Regions from separate parts of the Mus musculus genome. Here region 2 is linked to region 1. Evidence: chromatin contacts called from public HiChIP or PLAC-seq data. All regions are on one chromosome and are shown on one strand. Each heading gives the region's core, a stretch centred on a gene start, on an enhancer-like site or on the middle of the called end of the contact. The rest is flanking DNA. Distances are from core to core; before and after follow the strand shown. Region 1 overlaps Pdzd2 (PDZ domain containing 2). Region 2 overlaps Pdzd2 (PDZ domain containing 2).

Region 1 (2,791 bases), core at 100-2,599:
AGTACCCAAACATGAGAGAACAGAAATGCTCAAACGCGTTCAATACTCAAGTAAGAAAGGTGAAGCAGAAGTCAGCCTTCCTGCAAAAGACTCAGAAATGCCCACGGGGGAGGGTATGAAGTCAGACAGTAGTACTTTAATCACGCCAGATGCCTCCCTCCTTATGCTTCCTAGTGACAGCAATTCCTAGAAGTACTTCTAACAGTTTAGAAGTGGGTATCTGAAGTGAGGCATTGGGGGTTTCCTCTTCCTGGGTGGGAGTGTATGGCCGCACCGGCATTCAGTTCCAAGTCAGGTATCAGCGAAGCAGGTGGTTGGAAGGAAAGGAAGCACATCTGCATGGTGCGCTGCGTCACAGGCGTCTGCATGGTGGGCTGCGTCACAGGCATCTGCATGGTGCGCTGCGTCACAGGCGTCTGGATGGAGCGCTGCGTCATGGATGTCTGGATAGAGCGCTGTGTCATGGATGGCTGGATGAAATGTTGTGTTACTGGCATCAGGATGGAGGGCCATATCACGGGTGTCTGCATTGAGCAGTGCATCACGGGCGTCTGGACGAAGTGTCATATCACAGGATAGAGCACTGTATCAGAGAAAGTCTCCCATCTCATATCATCTCTTCCGTCCCAAAAGCAAGTGGACCCAGGGCTGGGGATGAAGCAGGCATGAAAGCCTGGGTTCAGGCCCCAGCATCACATCGAGCAGGCCTGGCAGTACATGCCTGTGACTCCAGCACTCAGGAGGCAGAAGCAAGAGTGTCTGAAGTTAGAGGTCAGCCTCTGCTGCTATATAGTGAGTTTGTGATCAGCATGGGCCTGTCTCAAAAGCCAAAAACAGTGGACCCTGAAATGTCACTCAATAAATGCCTGTTGATAAGTGTTTACAGACACGGCCAGCTTTTTCTAAGAACTCACTCGATTAGTCACTATAACGCTAGAGACTTGGTTACCTGATTTACCTTAAAAGAAATTTCTGGTCTAGGCAGTAGTGGCACACCTTTAATCCCAGCATTCAAGAGCAGAGACAGGCTGAGTCTGTGGCTAGCCTGGTCTACAGAGTGAGTTTCAGGACAGAGAAACTAGAAGCTGGCGTTAAAGACTCTGGGGACTCCTTTATTCATCTTGAAGAGCCCAGCAGGGTGGGTCATGCAATCACTGTCTCGTCTTCTGTGGGAACTGGGGGGAAGGGCAGGAATGAAAGTTGGGGAAACAGCACATTTTGGTGACTCAGTATGGTTCAGGAGGGGCGACTCAGCAGAGACCTCAGCCTGAAGAGCACAGCTGTGAAGCACACCCAGCTGGGGGACAGACAGCTCCAGCACACTCTCTCACAGTGCTTGATTTCAACCACAAGATGGCAGACGACGGCTCTCAGATTCTCCACTGCCTTGGCCTGGTGGCACTTAGAAATCTAGGGAAAGCAAGCTCCGTGCTTCTTTCCAACAGCAGCAATGACTCTTGTCACCAAGTTGCTACAAGCTACACCTATGAGACGGGAGGTTTTTAGGGTGTGACCCCTGCTTTTGTATGAAATGTAGAGAAACTTAACTTTCTATTTGTTTTGATCACAAACTACAGGATATAGAAAACTATCCAATGCCATTTGTTATTATTTATGGGTTTGAAAAAAAAAAGTTATTGACTCTGAGTCAAAGGCATAAACTTGATCTCTGGGAAGATAGATGACCTCAGGAAAGAACTCCCCCGAGTCTTAGTTTCTTCCGTGATACCAGAAAGTAGGACTTGAATGAGCTGGAAGAGATTCCAGAAACCAAGCCATGAAAAGAACTTGCACGAGAAGGCAGCAGGCTGAAAAGAATGGAGCTGGGTACCATGTGGGTCATGGGCTGTTTCTTTCAGCCTACATCCTTAGGGGAATGGGCTGTTCCACGTGGCCAATTTTCCAGATAATTGAATTGTAAATGCTGAAATTTGTTTTCCTTTTAACTTTCTGCAATGGAAATCTTCTTAGAGAGCATGCTGAGTAAAATTTAACCTTTCGTTAATATCTCTAGGTCACCACCTATAGACTATATATATAGTCTTGCATGGAGTACTAGGTGCCTCTGGGCACACATGCAGGGAGACAAGACCCTGTGCTAAGCGGCCCCAGGGACCATATTATAAAGCTATAATTGGAGAATCTTCCTTTCTCTCTGTCTCCTACTACATCACCACCTGCAGTCATTTCTCCAAGTAACACCTTCTCATACCCTCTTGACACTCTGCCTAAATCTGCTTTAATCCAGACAGAACTCAAGGTTGCCATGGGTAACCAGTCTAAGATTGTACCAACCCTAAATTTATTTTTACACATGATTTGGAGGCAGAGGGGATTGAAGGCTGCTGCTGGCTAGGGCTGATACTCAGCTACTCTTTATTGCATGGCGTGTCTCTGTGCCATTTGGCCAGTCACCTTGAGTATGTCTGGCCTATATCTGCCCAGTGAGATTTTCTTCTGGGATCGTACAGACTCCTCATACTCCAGGAACACATTGGCACTATCGTGGCTGGAGCACTTAAGACCCTATGCCTGTATGTGTCTTTGACTTAAGTGGCCAGCACCCAGACCATTGAAGCTACACAGTAAAATAGCTCACTGCTAATCCAAGGTTTCAATTACTTGTGGTCAAAAAGGTCAAAAACCTTCAGGACAGCGAGATATTTTGAGAGAGAAAGCACATCCACATAACTTACAGTAATCTGTTATGATCGTCCTATTTAAATATTACTTATGGTGGCTAACCTTTCGCTATATTTAATACATACTAAATTTTGCCATAAATATAGCC
Region 2 (2,791 bases), core at 204-2,703, 82 kb after region 1:
CAGTCTCTCACACGCTCTCTGTCAGCCTCCCAAAGTCTCTGGATAGTTAGAGTCTAGAGACACGGCTTTGCACGGCACTTCTCAAACTGTATTACCCTCGAACACTATGGTGTTTCCAGGGCTAAGACAGCAGTTCCCTCGAATACATGGAGAAATGACTAGAAGGACTGTGTCAGCTCCACATTTCAGCTCAGAAACTTTGAAAATAAAACAGCCATGGCACCTGCTACTCGTCACCAAGAGCAGTGGAAAGCAACCGTGCGAGCAAATGCAGTTCGAGCAAAAGCTGTAGAAACCCACACACTGGCCTGCTTTGGCCCTGCTTCCCCTCCCAGGTGCTGTTTGCTGCCTGGAATTTCAGATGGCGAGATAGTCTCCTGTTCTCTAACAGCAGATTTGCTCCCCATTTGTCTAAAGGGACCCACTGAGTCTATGTTTACCGCATCAGTCCCTCAGACATTCTTGGCCACTTGAGTTATCATTTTAGTGAGAAAAAATGGGGAGGGGAGGTAAGTATACAAAATAATGCTTTAATGACATTTTCATACATACACTCAATTGTTCTTCATTCACACATGCCCCTTGATCACCTTACTCCTCCCTGCCATAAGTCCACTTCCTCCCCTAAATAGTCCATTTCTGGAGTGTGTGTATTTTGTATGTATGTGTGTGTACGTGCACATTCTAGTCTATCTGTCCTAGCTGAATTGGTGGCCTCCCCTCACTAAACAAACAAACCAACAAATGAAAATACACTGGGCCTCTAGCTCCAGTACCATACACATTGGAGTTGAGGCCATCACAGAACAAGTTGTGTAAGTCAGCCTGTCAGAGTGTAGCAGCTAACCAGTGTCCTTAGAAGGAGAATGTGGACACAGATAGAGAGGATAGGTTCTGAAGATACACAGAGAAGGCGTCCATTTAAAGCCAAGAAAGGAGGTCTCAAATAAACCAACAAACTAAAAACAAAAAACAAACAAAAAAATCTTGATCTTGGTCTTTCAACCTCTGGAACATGAGAAAAACATTCTAGTAAGCAATGCAGACTGGGTGGGGTATTGCTTATACCCCTCAAGGCCTCCTCGCCTCACAACAGCCTGACCCACAGCTTCTACCAAACCTCCTTCTCTAAGCAAGTTCCCTGCCTTGGTGAGTGTCCTACATCTCTGGCTGGAAAGGTGGAGGATCAAATTCCAAAAATGCACCACAGCGCACACATTGTGTCCTCCTTATTAGACCCCCCCCCCCCCCGCCCCAGGCCCAAAGACGATAAGGAACGGTGACCCTGAAATTCTGCTAATGTGGTCGAGAGGCTGCGGTCCAGCCAGTGGGCACTGGCTGCCTTTAGAAGGCCTGATAGGAAATTAAAAGTGAAAGGCAAGTTTGAAGGTGGGAGGAGCCAAGATGTGACACTCTACCTCAAAATTGTCTTAGGGCGGTGCTGGCTCTGGCCCCTTGCTGAGACAGTGGTTTCTACAGAGAAGAAAGCATCTGCAAGGGGCTCCCTGGGTGGCTCGGCCCCTCGGAGGGCCCCTGCCTCACCCAGCCAGGCATCCCTCCCACGCTGTTCCCTCCCAGAAGCCCTCTAGGAGCTGGGGTACAGCTGCTCCGAATTAACACCCGAAGTTCTGTTGGGTATAGAGGATAAAAGGCGCGCTGTTAAGAACGACCCCTTGGGCAGCGGGGAGGCGGTGGCTTTCCTGAAGAGAAGCCGGGGAGGTGGAAGACTTGCTAGAGTAGGTAGCAAAGACGGACCTGTAACTCCCGAATCTAGGGGAAGAGGCAGATCTGCAGCTGATTAGCCACGGCCCTCTGAAGCTTCACCACCATCACTGGCCCAAGACTATGAGAGTTCAGAAATCCCAGCATGCAACGGTCCCAGGGTTGGGCCAGACAGTAGAATTGGCTGGCTCATTTGTCTGTCAGTTGATATTGGATGTCCTATCTCAGTTTCCCCAGAGAGTGTTGGATTAAAGGACAATTCACCCGAAATCTGTCTCAGTGCACCACCTGTTTGTTGAACCTGAAAAGAATATTATTTAAGACATCAGTGGCAGCAAGGAATGAGGAAGTCTCTGACTTCGATGGCCAAGGAGAGAGCACAACCATTCTCTGCAGCAGGGACCCCTGTGAGGAATGGGCCTAAGATGACTGTGGGCTTACAATGGCAACGGTGAAGTGATAATACATTTAAACATTTTTCTCAGCTGAAATGGGTAATACTCCCGTTATGGATAATGCTAGTGTTTCGAGCATATGTCTGGGCTCAGCATGATACATAAACAGTGGGTTCATGACTGAGCCCAGAGTTGCAAAGGCCAGTCAGTACTCAGCGTGCACTCTAAGCATGCTTTCTGTCTCCTGGGCAGGTGTCAACTTTCCTAATGCTGCTACTTTTTAATACAGTTCCTCAAGTTGTGTTGACCCCCCCCCACCATAAAATTATTTTCATTGCTACCTCATAACTGTAATTTTGTTACTGTTATGAATGGTAATGATAATATCTGATATGCAGGATATCCAGATATGTGACCCCTGTGAAATGGTCCTTCCACCCCCCTCCTCCCCAACGGAGTTGAGAACCGACCTTTAAAGGATGGTTTCTTAGTGCTCCTTACTGAGGCAAAGGAGAAAGACAGGAAAATTCCACGGACCTGGGAGAGAAAGGAGCCCGCACCCTGGAATTACTGAAGCCTCTTGCTAGCTGGGAAATCAAACGTTAATAGCACTGACTGTGAAGGTCACCAACAGAAAGATAATATTCATTTCATACATAGATATTTTGTTATCA

The links. HiChIP or PLAC-seq counts read pairs in DNA pulled down with a chosen protein or histone mark.
Region 2: a CTCF HiChIP or PLAC-seq map of CD8 T cells shows a contact between it and region 1, with 5 read pairs. The contact joins two enhancer-like sites. A contact is called at or near these places in 2 of 39 promoter capture datasets (liver and pre-B cells), 1 of 15 datasets of contacts at CTCF or cohesin (CD8 T cells), 5 of 484 Hi-C or Micro-C datasets (the G1E-ER4 cell line, the N1E-115 cell line, embryonic stem cells and 2 more) and 3 of 9 other capture datasets (adipose tissue, embryonic stem cells and pancreatic islet).

What each region holds. Positions count from the first base shown.
Region 1 is chr15:12,584,977-12,587,767 of GRCm38.p6, forward strand. The region is part of intron 3 of Pdzd2 (PDZ domain containing 2); the gene reads right to left. Among named protein-coding and RNA genes, the nearest start is that of Gm41273, 65 kb to the right of the region's middle. Within about 2 kb of position 1,350, at least 22 of the 459 cell types and tissues checked have an H3K27ac peak or open chromatin away from gene starts, as enhancers often do. A contact at or near this core is called in CD8 T cells, where this site is marked.
Region 2 is chr15:12,666,493-12,669,283 of GRCm38.p6, forward strand. The region is part of intron 2 of Pdzd2 (PDZ domain containing 2); the gene reads right to left. Among named protein-coding and RNA genes, the nearest start is that of Gm41273, 16 kb to the left of the region's middle. Within about 2 kb of position 1,454, at least 60 of the 459 cell types and tissues checked have an H3K27ac peak or open chromatin away from gene starts, as enhancers often do. A contact at or near this core is called in CD8 T cells, where this site is marked.